Linked DNA regions of Sus scrofa: region 2 is linked to region 1. A link is a contact called in public HiChIP or PLAC-seq data. All regions are on one chromosome and are shown on one strand. The core of a region is the stretch at or near the end of the contact, and the rest is flanking DNA. Distances in the headings are between cores, read along the strand shown.

What was found. HiChIP or PLAC-seq counts read pairs in DNA pulled down with a chosen protein or histone mark.
Region 2: an H3K27ac HiChIP or PLAC-seq map of alveolar macrophages shows a contact between it and region 1. The contact joins two enhancer-like sites. A contact is called at or near these places in 2 of 2 datasets of contacts at active chromatin or transcription factors (alveolar macrophages and skeletal muscle).

The regions. Positions count from the first base shown.
Region 1 is chr1:98,371,534-98,379,385 of Sscrofa11.1, forward strand. All of the region lies in intron 9 of CTIF (CBP80/20-dependent translation initiation factor), which reads left to right. Among named protein-coding and RNA genes, the nearest start is that of TRNAD-GUC, 150 kb to the left of the region's middle. Within about 2 kb of position 4,263, at least 51 of the 83 cell types and tissues checked have an H3K27ac peak or open chromatin away from gene starts, as enhancers often do. A contact at or near this core is called in alveolar macrophages, where this site is marked.
Region 2 is chr1:99,004,220-99,012,071 of Sscrofa11.1, forward strand. The region is part of intron 1 of DYM (dymeclin); the gene reads right to left. Among named protein-coding and RNA genes, the nearest start is that of DYM, 17 kb to the right of the region's middle. Within about 2 kb of position 3,127, at least 8 of the 83 cell types and tissues checked have an H3K27ac peak or open chromatin away from gene starts, as enhancers often do. A contact at or near this core is called in alveolar macrophages, where this site is marked.

The DNA.
Region 1 (7,852 bases), core at 3,013-5,512:
TCATATGCCCCAGGTGCAGCCCTAAAAAGCAAAAAAAAAAAAAGGGAATCGTTGTCCAAATCCACTGAAACATATCTATGTCTTCTTAAGGTTCCTCCAAGAAGGATTTCTGATTTTCATAAAAGCCTATTTTTCTACTGCCCTTGATGAGTCCCATCCATTCAAAGTTCCTGGGAGTGGCTCCTACACATCTTCCATAAGCCCAAGTGCCCCGAAGTCATGCTAGGGTTTGGGATCTAGATGTAGCACTATGGATAGCTCTGGGACCCAGCCACAAGGAAGGCTCTCGAAGGGGTCCTGGGACTGGTGTTGAGGCCCTATTGGGTGCCCAAGCTCAGCACTGTTAACTCCCAGTAAAGCAAGGGCTGCTAGCCTCTCATGGATATTTAGAGTCCTGCTGGAGGGGCAAGGCCAGAGCAACCAGAGGACAATTTAGGGAAGTCGGAGGAGGGAGTCAAGCCTTTTACATGCTGGCAGCTAGGGAAGGCTTCCTGGAGGAGGCAGCATGAAAAAAGAGGCAGGATTTGGGGGGATAGAGGAAACCAGGAGGAAGGAACCAAAGCAAAGGCTTGTGGGAGGGAGGAGCCTGGGGGGAGGGGCACAACTATGCAGGAGAGCCCCGTGGGATGAGACACTCTGTGCACTGCCAGCCTGGCCGAGGGTGTCCAGGCAGCAGCCGGGGGCTCTGTGAGTGTCAGCAAGCCCCAGTGTGAAGCTGCCAGGCCAGGCCGTAACCCCAGGTCACAGTAACCACTTGGCCCGTTCAGTTCCTGGCACTCGCTTCTCGCCATTGCAGGCCAAGACTGTTTTAATCCAGAACTAAAACTTCTACCTTAAGAGTAGGGAGCTCCCTGACAGCCTTGGGCCTTAGGCAGTCTTGGGCAGCAGGCAGGTAGGGCCATTGCACCTGTTAGGAGGCTCCAGACGCCAGGGTTTCACTGTAGCAGACAGCGTGGGGCCTGACATTTGAGGTGAGACCCTCCCCCCCACCGCCCCTTTCCTGACCCATCCAGTGCCTTGTGGGAGCGGCAGGTTCCAGGTGCCCACTTCCAGTGTCCCACTCAGCCCCTCCTGGTGGATCAGCTGCTTCCAGGAGCCATGTGGAGATGCTCTCCATATCCGCACATAGCCTGCATCGCTGCTGCTGTCTCACAGCCTCTTCCTCCCGCAGCAGCCCTTCAGCCTGCAGAAGAAGGGTTACTTACACATGATGCCTGGGGCTGGACAGATTCACAAAGTAACCTCCACAGCATTTACCTCCCCTTCCTCTGCAGAAGCCCCATTCCTCCTCTCCCAGCACATTTTTTCTGGCCAGCCTTGAGGGGTACGGCAGGAGACAGGAAGTCTGAAGCCAGCATCTTGCCTGGCTGCGGGCCTCAGTGTCCTCATGTGGTCCAGGGGTGTGGTCAGTATCCCCACCAAGCAGCAGGGTTCATGGCGCCTCCCGTTCTGCTCCCACAGTCCCTGGGCTTCTGAAGGTTGCGTGCAGGTCCAGGACTGGAGAGAGCCTGGGAAACATTTGGGGGCGGACTGGGGCAGGAAGAGAAGATGGGTTGCTGCTCAGAAGTAGGGGACTTGAAGGTGCAGTATTGGAGGCATCTGAGCTGCAGGATCCCCATCCCTTGCTCCAGCTCTGCCTTCAGCTGGCCCATCCTTCCACCCTTCTGACAGCTTCCTCACCCTTAAATTAGGGGGTTAAAAGTGATTGCATAGGTCCCTTTCAGCAATTTGTTATCCTAAAGCAGACATTCTGTGCATACAGACAGTGCCTGTTAACTGCCGCTGCTGCTGGTGAGTTGACCAAAAAAGAGCAGATGCTCCCCACGTGGAGGGGTCTGCAGTCCTAGCCATTCCTCCCCTCCCTCCTGGTTGGGGTAGGGAGTCAGCGCCTGCCTTGTGGGCAGAGCAGCCTGCAGGGGGTGCCGGCACGCAAGGCAAGCCTCACCTGCCTGCAGGCCCCTCCCAGTCCAGCCCAGCACCTTGGGTCCTCTGCGTTTTCCCACAAGGAAGATTTCAGCCATACAATGGTGACTCTGCCACAGTCACCCTCTGGTGTTGCAGTTTCCAGCCTCTGTGGGGCCCCAGCCCTGAGACAAGACACCTCTGGTCTGGGAGTCCCTTCCAGACCCCCAGGGTGGGCCTGCATAGTGCCATTCCCCCAGGGTCTAAGGGTTCCTGTCAGGTGTCTGGCTGAGAGCACTGTCCTTTTCCCCCTTCCAGGACGGCAGTCACTCTGCAGGCATTTATCGTGCACTGGCTGTGTGCAGATACTGTGCACCCTAAGTACTCATTAGACTTTTGCAAGGTGGGCATTATTAGTTCCATTCTACATGTGGCTAAAGAAAGTGATAGAAAAGGCGGGGGAAGTGCTAGAAAGCTTAGGAAATACACTTGAAGTCACACAGACACTTGAAGTCACACAGCCAGTCAGTGGTAGAAGCGGAGCTGGACCCCAGTGCCTCCCCACCCCCATTGCCCTATACCACACCTCCTCAGACTGTCCTGCTGCCCAAGTGCCTCTATTGGCTGGAGGGGTATTTGTTTTGGGCATGGGGCAGGACCAGGTAGAAGGTAGAAAGTAAGTGGGGGAAAATGAGATAAGAAGATGCCTTTCAGATGACTCGATTGGTGCCTCCTCCCCTGCAGATAGAACAGTGGCCATGTGATCTCTCCATTGTCATCTTATGGCTGAAAGAATCTGGAGATGGTTTCCAGACCTGAGCTCTGGTTACTCAGGGTCTGCTGCTCCCTGCCTGTCAGTGGGAACAGGGGGCAGAGGTGTCCCTCTCCACCAGGCTGTCCCCGGCTGGCCTCAGCTTCTCTTCCGTGGCCATCCCACCCACTAGTTTCCAGCCCAGAACCATCGTGATTCATGAAAAAAGTCAAAGGGAACTCAGGTCAGTTTGATTTGCTCCACTTGGCAGTCCCAGGGGCTGGAGGCTGCAACTCTGAGTTACAGTGGGTCCTGTTGAGTGGGCGCTTCTGATGCCCTGGGCACATGGGCATCTGTGAGTGCCCCTTTGTTGGCAGCTCCATGGTCAGGGGCAGTTTAAGTCTCCTATGACAGGCCCTGGCCACAGAGGAAGTGGATCATGTCTCAGATGAGGCTTCAAGCCTCTGTCACCTGTCTAAGCCAGAGGAAGGAGTGGCGGCATCTTCAACTAGTTGGTCCACTCCTCACTGCCCACCAAGCCTGAGAGGACAGGACATGAGGCCCGCAAAGTCAAAAGGAAGACAGAGCATGCACGCCTGCATGCTGTCTCATTTCTGACATTCTAAATTATTAAGAAGTGAGGACCCTGGGGTGTGAGCCGAGGCAGCCTGGTTGCTCAATCCCAAAGGAGCCCTTCTAAGGTTTCCCCGGCACCCAGCCCAGAGTGTCACTCCGGAGAAGGAGCCACACTGTGAAAAGCCTTCTTCCCTGCTGCTGCCATGCCTTGCCTTTTTTTTTTTTTTTTTTTTAAACTTCCCTTCCCCACCCCCAAGCTTGATTTATTATGACCCCTATGCATTTCAGCAGCTGTGGCTTCATTTCAGAATCTGGTTAAGTAGCCCAGAGTTCAAAACAGACAAAGTCGGAAGAGGGGCTGCGGGAAGGCGAGGGACACTTACTACAGCTCTTTCCCCTGTGCGCCTCTGTGGCCCGGGGTGCGTGCACATCCTCTCCCTGTAATCGTGGTGTGACCACGCAGACACTGTGGCTCTTCTGCCTTATAAAAGGGAAGTTCAAAAACATACTGTGCTGGTGCATTGCCCCGGGTGCCCCATTCCTCTCCCTCCAGCCCCGACAGAAGAGGCAGCCTGCTTGAGAGCTGGTTGGAATGAGAACCCCATGGGGGCAAGATGGCTGGAGGCTGACTGAGCTTAACAAGCACCTATAGAGCACCCGCTGTATACCTAGGGGGCAGAGCGCTGGGGTGGGGCTTCAGAGAAAGGAGTGTAGATGGTCTCAAGGCCCTGTCTCTCCCTGCCATCTGTCCCCAGGCCCCCACCTCTGTCAACCTACCCTTCCTGGCTGGCACAGCTTTGCTGTACTCAGACCAGACGAAGTATCTTTGTAAAGTACCCCATCCCTGTCTTCGAGGAGCTTCTGGCTTCGCCAGCCCCCTCCTTGCTGTCAGGCTCCCAAATGACCCCAGAGGGCTTGCTTGCAACAGTTTGTTCTCTGGACTTTGTGTTTTCCCCGTCGTCTGCCCTACCCTCCCAGCGCCTCCTGGCTCTGGCCCCAGCGCCAGCCCCTGTCTGTCCCTGCAAACACAAGTCAGCTGTGTGTGCAGACAAAGCCATGCGTCGCCGTGGGGGCCGGGCCTGCAGAAGGGACATTTCCAGGGAACTCTGGGGGCGGCGGCTGGGAGGGCAGAGGCGACTGTCTGATAGCAGGGACTCGGCGTCACTGTCTAGGGGACTTGGCCAGGCCCCAGGGGCCAGTGGCTGTGGGTGGTGACTGGGAGAGGCAGCCAGGCTGGAAGAAATCTGCTGTGTGAGAAGTGTAGGAAACGGGCTGGAGAGGAGAGATAACAGCCTGTTCTCTGTGTGTCTGCGTCTGCCGGCGAGGGTGGCTGGAGCCAGGCGGTCTGAGGCCGTATCTAGTGAGATTTTTGTCCTGGGTTGTGAAAGTGACCTATGGAGCCAGCAGCAGGGTTCAGGGCCTGGGAGAGAAGACGTGTGACCCTGCCCTCCCTCACCCTTGTCTTGTGTTCCTGTCAATGTTCCTCTGTCCCCTCTTGCCAGACAGTGGGAGAAGGGGAGGGGCGCGGCAAGAGGGGACATTCTTCGTACAGGGCACATGGTTAAGGCCTGGGTTTCGGTCTCGATTGTATCAGTGATTTGACCTATGAACTCAGATATATCCCCTAATCTCGCTGGCTCTTGGTCTCGTTGGCTCTAAAAGGGGGATTATTTATATCTACCCTGTGCATTGTGCGGGGTGGTTGGAAAGTTCTTATGAAATGAGGCTGTGAAGATAGTTTGTAAACTGTAAAGTGCCACCTAAACAGAAGGAGCTGTGATGGTTGGACTGGTGAATGCTGAGGCTGCCAAAGACAGAGCCGGGCTAGAGGAGCCTGGCGGGGGCAGCAGGAAGGAGCAGGGGCCCCAGGAGGTTCTGGGGCGGTGGTGGGTCATGGCCCCACCAAGAGTGGGCCCTGCGGGAATCGGACCTGGGGCAGGGAGGGAGGCCATGGAGGCTCTCTGGGATGTGGGTGTTGGTCTTGGGTTTATTGAGCAGAGTGTGGCCTGGCTTGGGTACACACGTCTCCCTTGGGAGACAGGAGAGCTTATGAGGCCCTCACCCATCAGGGGCTGAGGATGCTTGCCTGGCCTGGAGGATGAAGTCCCACGAGCTGTAGAGGAACAGAGGGAACTTTGCTTTCCTTCCTCAACTCCGCTGCCCATGGAGGCCAGGTCACCCCGTCCTCTTACCCGCTCCCCATCCAGACCCAGAAATCAGCCGTCTCTGGTGTGGAAAGTGTAAGAAGAAGCTGGCGGGCTGCTAGGCTGAGAGAAGCTGAGCTATTTAAAGCGTGCAGCGCCCGGGGGGCATGAGCGCCACCCACCCCCCAGGCCCTCTCAGGCATCTGGCTTTCTCTTCCTTGGCTGGATCCCAGGCCCCCAGGGCACCCAGAGGGCCACAGGTCAGATGCCAGGGGCTCTGGGAAGCTGCAGGCGGCAGCTCCTAGGGCTGGCACAGGAGGGCGGCTCCACCTCACCTCGGATTGGGTTCCCTCCTCCGGGCCTCCGGGCTGACTTGGCGGGGCCACACAGACTCCTTGGCTCCCTGTGCCTTATAAAGGGGGCTGGGGACTCTGGGGACATGTGGGGAGCTTAGAGTAGGAATGCCCGGCGCCTGCAGCCTGGGGCAGCTGCTGTCCCCCACCCCCACCACTGGCCACCGTGCTACCCAGTTTGGGGAAGCAGAGCCAGAGGGGAGCTTGGCGGGGTACACCCCTCTCCCCTGCCCCTACCCGTCTTCCCAGCACACCCCGGAGGACAAAGAGTTTTCTCCTTTTTCTCCAGTTGACATTTCCCTGTCCTGTGTCCTAACTCCTGTGCTGGGCCTCCTCTCCGGGTCCAAAAGACCAGTAAGTGCCTTGGCCCGGAATCGGGGCTGGAAGGAGGCCTGTTAGACACAAGTACCAGCTGGGAGAGCCCTAGCTGAGCGGTTTCGGGGGGCCAGGCCTCAAACCAAAGCTGGTCTACATTGCGTTCTGCACCAGCGTGGTTTATGTATGGCGTGATTTGAACAGCCGCCAACCGCCCTATCCGGGAAGGACCGGCTATTATTCTGAGATTGCATCCTTCCTACTATCTTGGCATTGTCCTTTCTTTTATGAAATGATGGATGGAAGCTTTCTAAAAAACATCCTTTTAGCAAAATAAAACGTTGGCAACCCTCAGATTTCACAGGTCCAAGAAATCCTGGAACCCAGGCACAGTGCCCTGGTTGAGTCCAAAACAGCTCAGTTCACCTGGGTGCCCCGTGTCCCGGGGCCTGGGGAGCCCAGGCCTGTAAGGTCCGCTGGGTGGCAGAAATTGAGGAGTGGGTAGGGAGCAGTGACAGGGCACTCCCGAACCTGGGGCTGCATGTCTCAGCCTGACACGAACCTGTGGCTTCACAGCTTAGGTGTCCAGCCCAGCCCAGCCCTCCCGTTCTGTTCTCTTGGCTGGAGAGGCTTCTTCCCACTAGATGGGAATTCAGCTGCCCGCCTGCCACAGGCTGCCTTCCGACGAGCAGAGCACATTGACTCCTGCCCTCTTGAACGTTGACCTTGCACACTCCCAGCTGCCTGACTCGCACTTGCTCTTGTGCACACTCTCTCTCTCCCTCCCTCTCCCGCGCTCTCTCTCCCTCTCATGCTCCATGTGTAGAAAGGTGGGTGGCCTTTCCACCCAGAGGGTCATTCATTTATTAGCTGAGCACCTGCTACGTGCCAGGCAGCATGCTAGTGGGAAAATGGAAGAGACCCTGGCCCGCCACTGGGTTCCTCGTCTGACGGGTGACACACACAGATAAATCAGGAACTGCCAGTCATTGTGCTGCGTGCGGTGACAGAGGTCTGCACAGACCGTCTGAGCATCTGGAGGAGGAAGAACTCATGGGGTGCGGGGGAGGCGGGGGGGTGGGGACAACAGGAGGCGGGGAGGGGCGGGAGGCTGTCTCTCAGGGAAAGATACTCAGTGGCTGTGTTGGGGCTTCCAGGTGAAGAAGTGTGGAGACGGGCGTTTTCACGCTCAGATGGGCATGAGTAGAGGTAGGAAGCAGGAGAGAACAGTGTGCAAGGGGGAGGAGGTTGTATTAAGGCGGGGGGAGTGGGCACTAGGGGTGTCGGAGGGTGGGGGTAGGGGGTGTGGAAGGTAAGAAGCGGGAAAGAGCGAATTGGTATGTTTCCTTCTCAGGAGTCTTTAGGGACCCCTTTATTTAACATGTGTCAGAGTTCCCGTTGTGGCTCCCCAGGTTAAGAACCCAACTAGTATCCATGAGGATGCAGGTTTGATCCCTGCCTCTCTCAGGGGGTCAGGGATCTGGCGTTGCTATGAGCTGTGGTGTAGGTTGCAGACACGGCTTGGATCCCATAAGGCATATGGAGGTTCCCAGGCTAGGGGTTGAATCGGAGCTACAGCTGCCGGCCTATGCCACAGCCACAGCAATGCCAGATCTGAGCTACATCTGCGACCTACACCACAGCTCATGCAATGCTGGATCCTTAACCCACTGAGCAATGCCAGGGATCAAACCAGAAACCTCATGGATACTAGCGAGGTTCTTAACCCGCTGAGCCACAGCATAGACTGGTCTAGGTGGTCTTGATGCATCCTGAAGCCCCTGCACTGCTGCCTGCCCTCCTGGGTGGTG
Region 2 (7,852 bases), core at 1,877-4,376, 630 kb after region 1:
TGATTCTTGGATGATGTGTGCTTACACATTTAGGAACAAAGAAACACGTTGACATGTCCACAACTTACTCTCAAATGATTCAGGACAAAACAGAGACAAAGCAAACAACATGGAAAACTATTAACAATTATTATTTCTGGAAGGATGAAGTAAATGGTGTTCCTTATACTAGTTTCTCTACTTTTCTGAATGTTTGAAACTCTTTATTAAAAAGGCGTTTTGTGTTGCTGGAGTTGTGGTGTGGGCTGGCAGGTACCGCTCCAATTCGACCCCTAGCCTGGGAACATCCATATGCCACAGGTGCAGCCCTAAAAAAAAATAATAAATAAAAAATAAAAAAGAGTTTTGGCAAACAAACAAAAAAGATTAATACCATGACTCCATTTATGTAACACTCAAGACGACAAAACTGTAGTGACAAAGAACAGACCCATGGTTGCCAGGATGTGTGTGGCAGGCTAAGAAGGTAGGGTTGACAACGAAATTTCACTTCTGGGGCCTGAAAAGTTCTGAATCCTGATTGTGGTGGTGGTGAAGTGAACCTATACATGTGATAAAATTTCATAGAACTATATGCACAAAAGAAAATGAGTGCACGTAAAAAGTGGAGAAATCCAAATACAGCCTATAGTCTATTTTGTTCAGTCAATATTGGTTTCCTAGTTTTATTAGTGTACAATAGTTATCTAAATCTTGGAAGAAGCTGGGTGAAAGGTACATGGGACTTCTCTGTACTATTTCTGCAACTTATGAGTCTATAATTATTTCAAAATAAAAAATTTTTAATTAAAAAATCAAATCCAAAAATCATACATATCCCAAAAAAAGTGCCAACAAATCAGACTAACGGATATTTTCTATCAGAACCACTATGTTTACTTTTACATGTTAAATTACTTATTCACCTATATTATCACGTGAGATACTGGGATATCACATTTATTTTACCTGGTGTCCTGGAATGCTCTTTCACTTAGTTTCCCCAAATAAATTCTTTCTTTCGTATCTTATTCAAAACTGAACTTATTCAGCAAAAACAAAATAAGTCATGGTCCTTTGGGGATTCCACATTAACTTCATAACTCCAGAGAATATACAGCAGATTTTGACCTCTACCACCTACTTAAAGGCACTATTTCCTATCAAACCTTCCAAATTGTCTAATAATCCCTGCAACTCTTGAATATACCTCAATGAATTTTTTTAACAAACAAGAAAGAACTCCAGGAGTTCCCTCTGTGGCCTAGCAATAACGAACTCAATTAGTATCCATGAGGTTGCGGGTTCAATCCCTGGCCTCACTCAGTGGGTTAAGGATCTGGTGTTGCTGTGACTGCGGCATAGGCAAACAGCTGCAGCTCCGATTCAACTAGCCTGGGAACTTCCATATGCTGCAGGGGCAGCTGAAGAAAAGACAAAAAAAACAAAAAAAACAAAAAAAACTCCACAACTTGTTTATCAAGTCCTCTCTATTTATCTGGGGACTCACGCTAATTAAGAGTTAGCGCTGTGAGCCTAACAACAGTTTATTGCATAAACACCTAAGTGTGGATCAAAATGGTTAGCTGAGCAAGTACTGGTTTACTGGCAGTAAGTATTTTAGTTATGGGCTCCCTTGGCTCTGCCATGGACTCAATTTCCCTTCTCTTTGCTACATTAAAATTAACAGGATAAAAATCAGATAAAAAGAAATGAGAATCAGAGCAATTTGTTCTCAATTAAATAAACCATATTTTACTTTTCTTGTAGTACCCAAAAAGCAATCAATTAAAAATTTACTGGGAGTTCCCGTTGTAGCTCAGCAGGTTACAAACCCAACTAGTATCCGTGAGGATGTAGATACGATCCCTGGCCTTGCTCAGTGGGTTAAAGATCTGGCATTGCTGCAAGTTGTGGTGTAGGTCACAGACTCAGCTCAGTTCTGGCATTGCTGTAGCTGTGGTGTAGGCCAGCAGCTAAAGCTCTGATTTGACCCCTAGCCCAGGAACTTCCATATGCCGCAGGTGCGGCCCTAAGAAGAAAAAAAAATTTCTGTGGGGATTTAATCAGGTCCATGGATGCTGAATTTTCAAAAGAGCATAATTCCATCCCACCTCTCCTAGAAAAGGCAACAATGAAAATATCATCATAGAGGCCATTACTGAAAATTTAAGTCAGACTTGATTTTTTATTTGTATTTTATTTTTTCAACCCTATAATGTATATGGTACAAAATACAAAGGGTTCCAAGAGTATATAGTAAAAAGTCTCTCCTCCATCCCTTTTCCTAACCACCTAGTTTCTCGACTCAGAAAATATTACTAGTCTCTTAGGATCATTTCACAGATTTTCTATGTATAGACAAACATATTTTCTCCTTTTTACACACACCATAACACATTATATATGCCTCTTTACTTTACCCAGTTAATATATATTAGAAATCGTTACATATCTTTTCATAAAGCACTTAATTTATTTTTACAACTCTATCACATTCCAGTTTTTAACTCCATAAATGCCATATTGATGAGACATTTAAGTAGCTTATTACAAATCATTCTCCAATAAGTATCTGGTATATATACGCATGTTATCAGTATATAGGTACAATAAATCCAGAGAAACAGAATTGCTGGGACAAAGATGATGTGCATTTCTAATTTTGGTAGATACTGCTAAAAGGCAGCAGAACATGCCACCTCAAAATATGCCACTTTGGCAGTTTATTTTGAGCTGCAGGCACTTGAAAAACAGCAACTGCAAGGTGAGGCCTTTTCTGAACCCTCCTTACCTGCCTAAGGACAGATTCTCCAAAAGGAACTCCAATCATAATCAGTTTCATCAACCAGGGAAGAATGACTCTTAGCACAGGAGAGCAAGAAGGTGACCGGACGTTGAGACAAACTTTGTCACCAACTACCTCTCTCTCATCTATTCTTCTAAGGCCTCTTCGCCTTTCCTAAAAACCATTTACACTCCCTTTAGAGGCCTACACCCCTCCCTTTCCCTATTAAGATAGTATTTAGACCTGAATTCTAAGCCACCTTGGGAGTTACTCATTTTTCTCTAGCTGTCTCCCATGTATACATGAGGAATGCAAGTTAATAACTTCTGCTTTTCTCCTGATGATCTTTTATCACAAGGGCTTCAGCTAAGAACTCAGAAGGAGAGAGGGAAGATTATTTTCCCTCCCCCACACTGCCTAGCTGCCTTTAGAGGTCGCCAACTTCCCCTCCCTTTGGCAATGCCTGTTTTTCCACTTCACAGTCACCGCAGTTTAATCAAACTTTTTGATCTTTGCCAGCTGAAAGGTGAAAATTGTTTTCAAGATGATTTTAATTTGCATTTCATTTCTTTTGCTGTGAATAAGGCTATTACCCTGTTCATAGCCTTTGCAAATTTTCTATCAATTTATAGGAAATTTTCCTGTCAAAGCTGGTAGGCTAGACCAAACTATCAAAGTAACTTCTCGATCCAGGATCAATATGAAACCTTTCTAAAGTACGAATAAACCCTGTAAGCTAAAAGAAGAGATTGAACAAAAAACTAACAAGGAAAACCAAGACAGCCAACTGAGCACAAAATGCAATGCCTCCTTCCCCTCTTTTCCTCACCAAACCCTGGAAATAATGCAAAACAATGTTGGTCAATCATTACACACCATGCTCAAAAATTCAAAAGAAACCAGAAGCTGTGAGGAATCCCAATAAAATGTAAAACAGCTAGAGATGGACAGAAAAGGGAAATGACATCCAGGGCAGGTGCCAGAGCCTTCCATCAAGGGCATCGGGAGTAGGAACAGCAACCCCAGGCCAGAGGCAGACGGTCAGCAAAGGGCCAGAGGCCAGGAGCAACAGGCCTGGCTAGGACACCCTGCCCACTCACCCTTGCCCTCACTCCCCTAGGCGGCAACAAGGTACTATCTGCTGAGAACAGAGAGGGCGGGCATTGCCTGAGGCAGCTGCAATGCCAAGGAGGCACACGATCAGCCAAGCAAAGACCACGGGAGGTACTCTTGCCAGAAAGTTCCACCTGCTCCCAACCCCCACAGAAAGCAGAGCAGAAAACCCAAGACTCAATGGCATCTCTGCTGCATTTGATTCATGCCAAGGACTCCAAACATACACACACACACACATCACGTGCATGCCCATGTATCTGGAAGTCCCAAGGCTCTTACCAATGAAAACCAGAACACAACGGAACTTGAAAAACCCACTATCCAATCACCTCACCTGCTAAGGTCCTTCTGCTCTTCCCTCTCACTGTGCCTCACAAGTGTTCCTTGGCTTTCAGCTCTTCTTTCAATGTATTAGTAACTGAGCCTCCCTCCTGGTTTCACTAGTGGCTTCCATGATATTACTTTCAAATCTTTCCTAGTCCCAACCTCTGAAAGGAATACCATATGCCTAAAACACTTAAGACATTTTTTTTCATCTTAAGGGTGTGTGTGTGTGTGTGTGTGTGTGTGTGTGTGTATATATATATGTGTGTGTGTATATGTGTATATATATGTATGTGTATGTATGTGTATATATGTGTATATATGTATATATGTGTATATGTGTATATATATGTATATATGTGTATATATGTATATATGTATGTGTATGTATGTGTATATATGTGTATATATGTATATATGTGTATGTATGTATATATGTATATACAGAGTGTGCATGCACGTGCGTGTGTGTGTGTGTAACTGTGTGGATGACAAAGCTCCTTACATAAATCTACACTAGAAATAAGCAGCATGCAATTGCTGATGTTTTTAGCAGAAAACCTTTCAAAAGACCTATCTTTAATCCAATGCAGTCAGTAACTCCATCTTAACATGTGTAAAACGAATTCCATCCTCCCTCCCAAACCAGTCTCCCCTCACCTCACTACTCCCCTAAAGTTCCTGTGATGTAAAAACTATCTTGAAATGTTATGCTTCTGTAATATATATGACCTAGCCCCCTAGATTATCCCTGAGAGGCATGAATCAGGCTTTACATTTCCTCCTTATCCCTAACTAACCTACAGAACACTGCTGAAGAGAAATTACTCAAAAAAAAAAAAAACTTATGAAAATAGCCAAGGTCCTATTGTTAATAAATCTATGAAAAGATCTTCAGTATTAAATGAGGAATAAAATACGCTAAGTGAAACAATAATATATCATTTTTACCCATCAGGTTAGTAAAGGTTTAAAAAAAAAAATCTAAATAGCAGTGTCATATCTGGCAATGTCTGTCAAAACTTTAAGTGAACATACTCTCTGTGCCAAAATTTTTGCTTTTTAAAAATTTATCTTATAGGCTCTCTTCCTCTCTTGCTCTTTGTGTCTGTCTCTTTCTCTCTCCCTCTCTACCCTGCCCCACCCCCCCCAGCCTGTCTGTGCCTGTGCTTTCTGCACACCTATCTTCTCTCTTTAAATAAACATTGCCTCACTAAACATTCACTGCCTCGCCAAAAAAAAAAAAAAAAAAAAAAAAAATTTCATGGGTAAACTCATACAAATTGAGAACTTCTAAACATACAGATTTTAATCATTCTTTAGAATAGCAAATACACAAAATAACCTAAATGATCATCACTTGGGGATTAACTACAGTATGGAATAAGGTTATGATGGAATACAATGTAGCCACTGAAGAATAGCACAGATGTCACATGTTAATACGTAAAAAGATATCCTAAATACCTCCAGTAAAAACAAAAAGACACAGAACAACTCATATAGTAGGATCCCATTAGTTGCAATAAGCACGTAAATTCTTATATATGCCTGGACATATTCTGGAAGGAAACATAAGGGCCCAAGACTGGTTACCTTGGAAGAATGGGACTGGAAATCTGGAGGGAAGGGACTTCTCACTTTATGACCTTCTATACTATGCTTAATTTTTTTTTAAACCATAGACATGCTGTGATTTAAAGTGAAAAAAAAAATCTTAAATAAACGTATTCTCTCTTTACCCTCCCCGCTTCAGGAAGGATTGGAAAGTACTTCTGGCTTGTGCTTTAAACTCTTTTAAGAGTGACTCCAGAACTAATATTTTGTCTTAACTTCTCAGTCAAAACCCAAACATAAATCTTTACTTGTTGAACATTCAATTTGATGTCTTGCTATCACCTTAAATTTTAAAATAGAATGTAACATTTGTCTCCCCAAATAAGCAACCCTTCAAAAAGTCACTATTCCTCTTCCTATCAATTTTATCAGCATTCTTGGCTCAACTTATCTCACTCACATACCCAGGAATCATTCCACACATGCCTCTTACACACTTACTATAAACAGTAAATGACTGCTTGCTGTAACAATGGGTACTGAAAATGCAAAAATGAATAAAATCAGGTCCCTGCCATTAATGAACTCAAAGCCTAGTGGGAGAGACAAACATGTCAATAAATTACCATTGCACATAAAAGAAGCTCAGTGGAGTTATTACAAGAAGCTGTGGAAATATACAGGAGCATCTAGGGAAGAGGAGACCACCTATACAATGGCACTAGTAACCCATTTACTTACACGGTCTAAGTGCTTCACATTTACTGATTCATTTAGTCCCCATTAACAACTCTACAAGGCAGGCACAATTTTATCATTTTACCGATGAGGAAACTAAGGCATAGACAGGTTAAGGAACTTACCAAATACCTGAGGTCCCAGAGACAGTAAGTCAGCAAAGCCAGAATCTGAACCCATGCAATCTAATTCCAGAGTTCCTGGTCTTTATTGCTTCACGGGGGTGACTCTCCAATGACCTCAACAAGTCTGATAGGTTCTTCTACAATATCCACAGTTCTAACATCTTTCAAACCCATCTCTCTTTAGTCCTGCTGCCTCCATGCTAGACCAGGCTTCTATAATCTCACGTCTCAGAACAAAAGCATCCTGATTTCTTTGCTTCCAATCTCTCCAGTTCCATTCACTTTGCACACTCACTACAGTAATCCTTTAAAAAAAAACAGGAAATTCAGACCAACATTGAAATTAAGACCAAAGGTTCTAATGTGACACAGACCCCTCGAAGTCTATATAGAGTCAGTCTGAATCTCCATTTTTAACCGCTTATCAAACTGCACTGCATGACCAAAAAAAAGACGTTACTTACAACTCTTAAGATTGTCTGAGGATGAAGCAAGATGACGCAAGCAAAGCATTCAGTAAAGGACCTGGCTCAGAGTATGCTTAGCCAAATAAAAAGTCAAATATAATTTTCTTTTTTTCCTTTTTAGGGCTCCCCTCCAATTATAGAAGTTCCCAGGCTAGAAGTCGAATCAGAGCTGCAGCTGCCAGTCTACACATCATAAACTATTTTTAATATTAGTAATTACCACTTTCATCATTTCACTCACCAGCTCAAAATTATTCAACGATTCTTCATTACCTGAAAAGCCAAATACCCACATGCAGGACTCTCCACAGTCTGTTGTTATATTTACTTACATATATGTTTTATATATATATATAATCAACTATACTTAAAAAAAAAAAAAAAAAAAAAAAAAACCTCCAGTCTGAAAGCTCACTTTCTGACATTATTTTCAATCGTCCTCCAAACCAGCTCTCTTACAGGCTCATTAAAAACACCACCTGAGGAGCATGCGACTAAAAATGCAAATGCCTAGGCCTCAAAGGTTCAGAATGGCAGGGTAGAGCCCAAGCATCTCCATTTTCTAAAAAGCACTCAGTGATTTTGACAAAAGTAGTCTGTGAACCTCAATGTGCAAATAAGTGCCATAACAAAGTAAGGTGAACCGACTTCTCAACACCTAGCATCCGCTGCTCTGCTCCTGCCATCCACACCTGCCTTCCACCACCACACCTGTCCCATAGCACCTTGAACCCTAGTCACTAAGCACAGCATGAGAG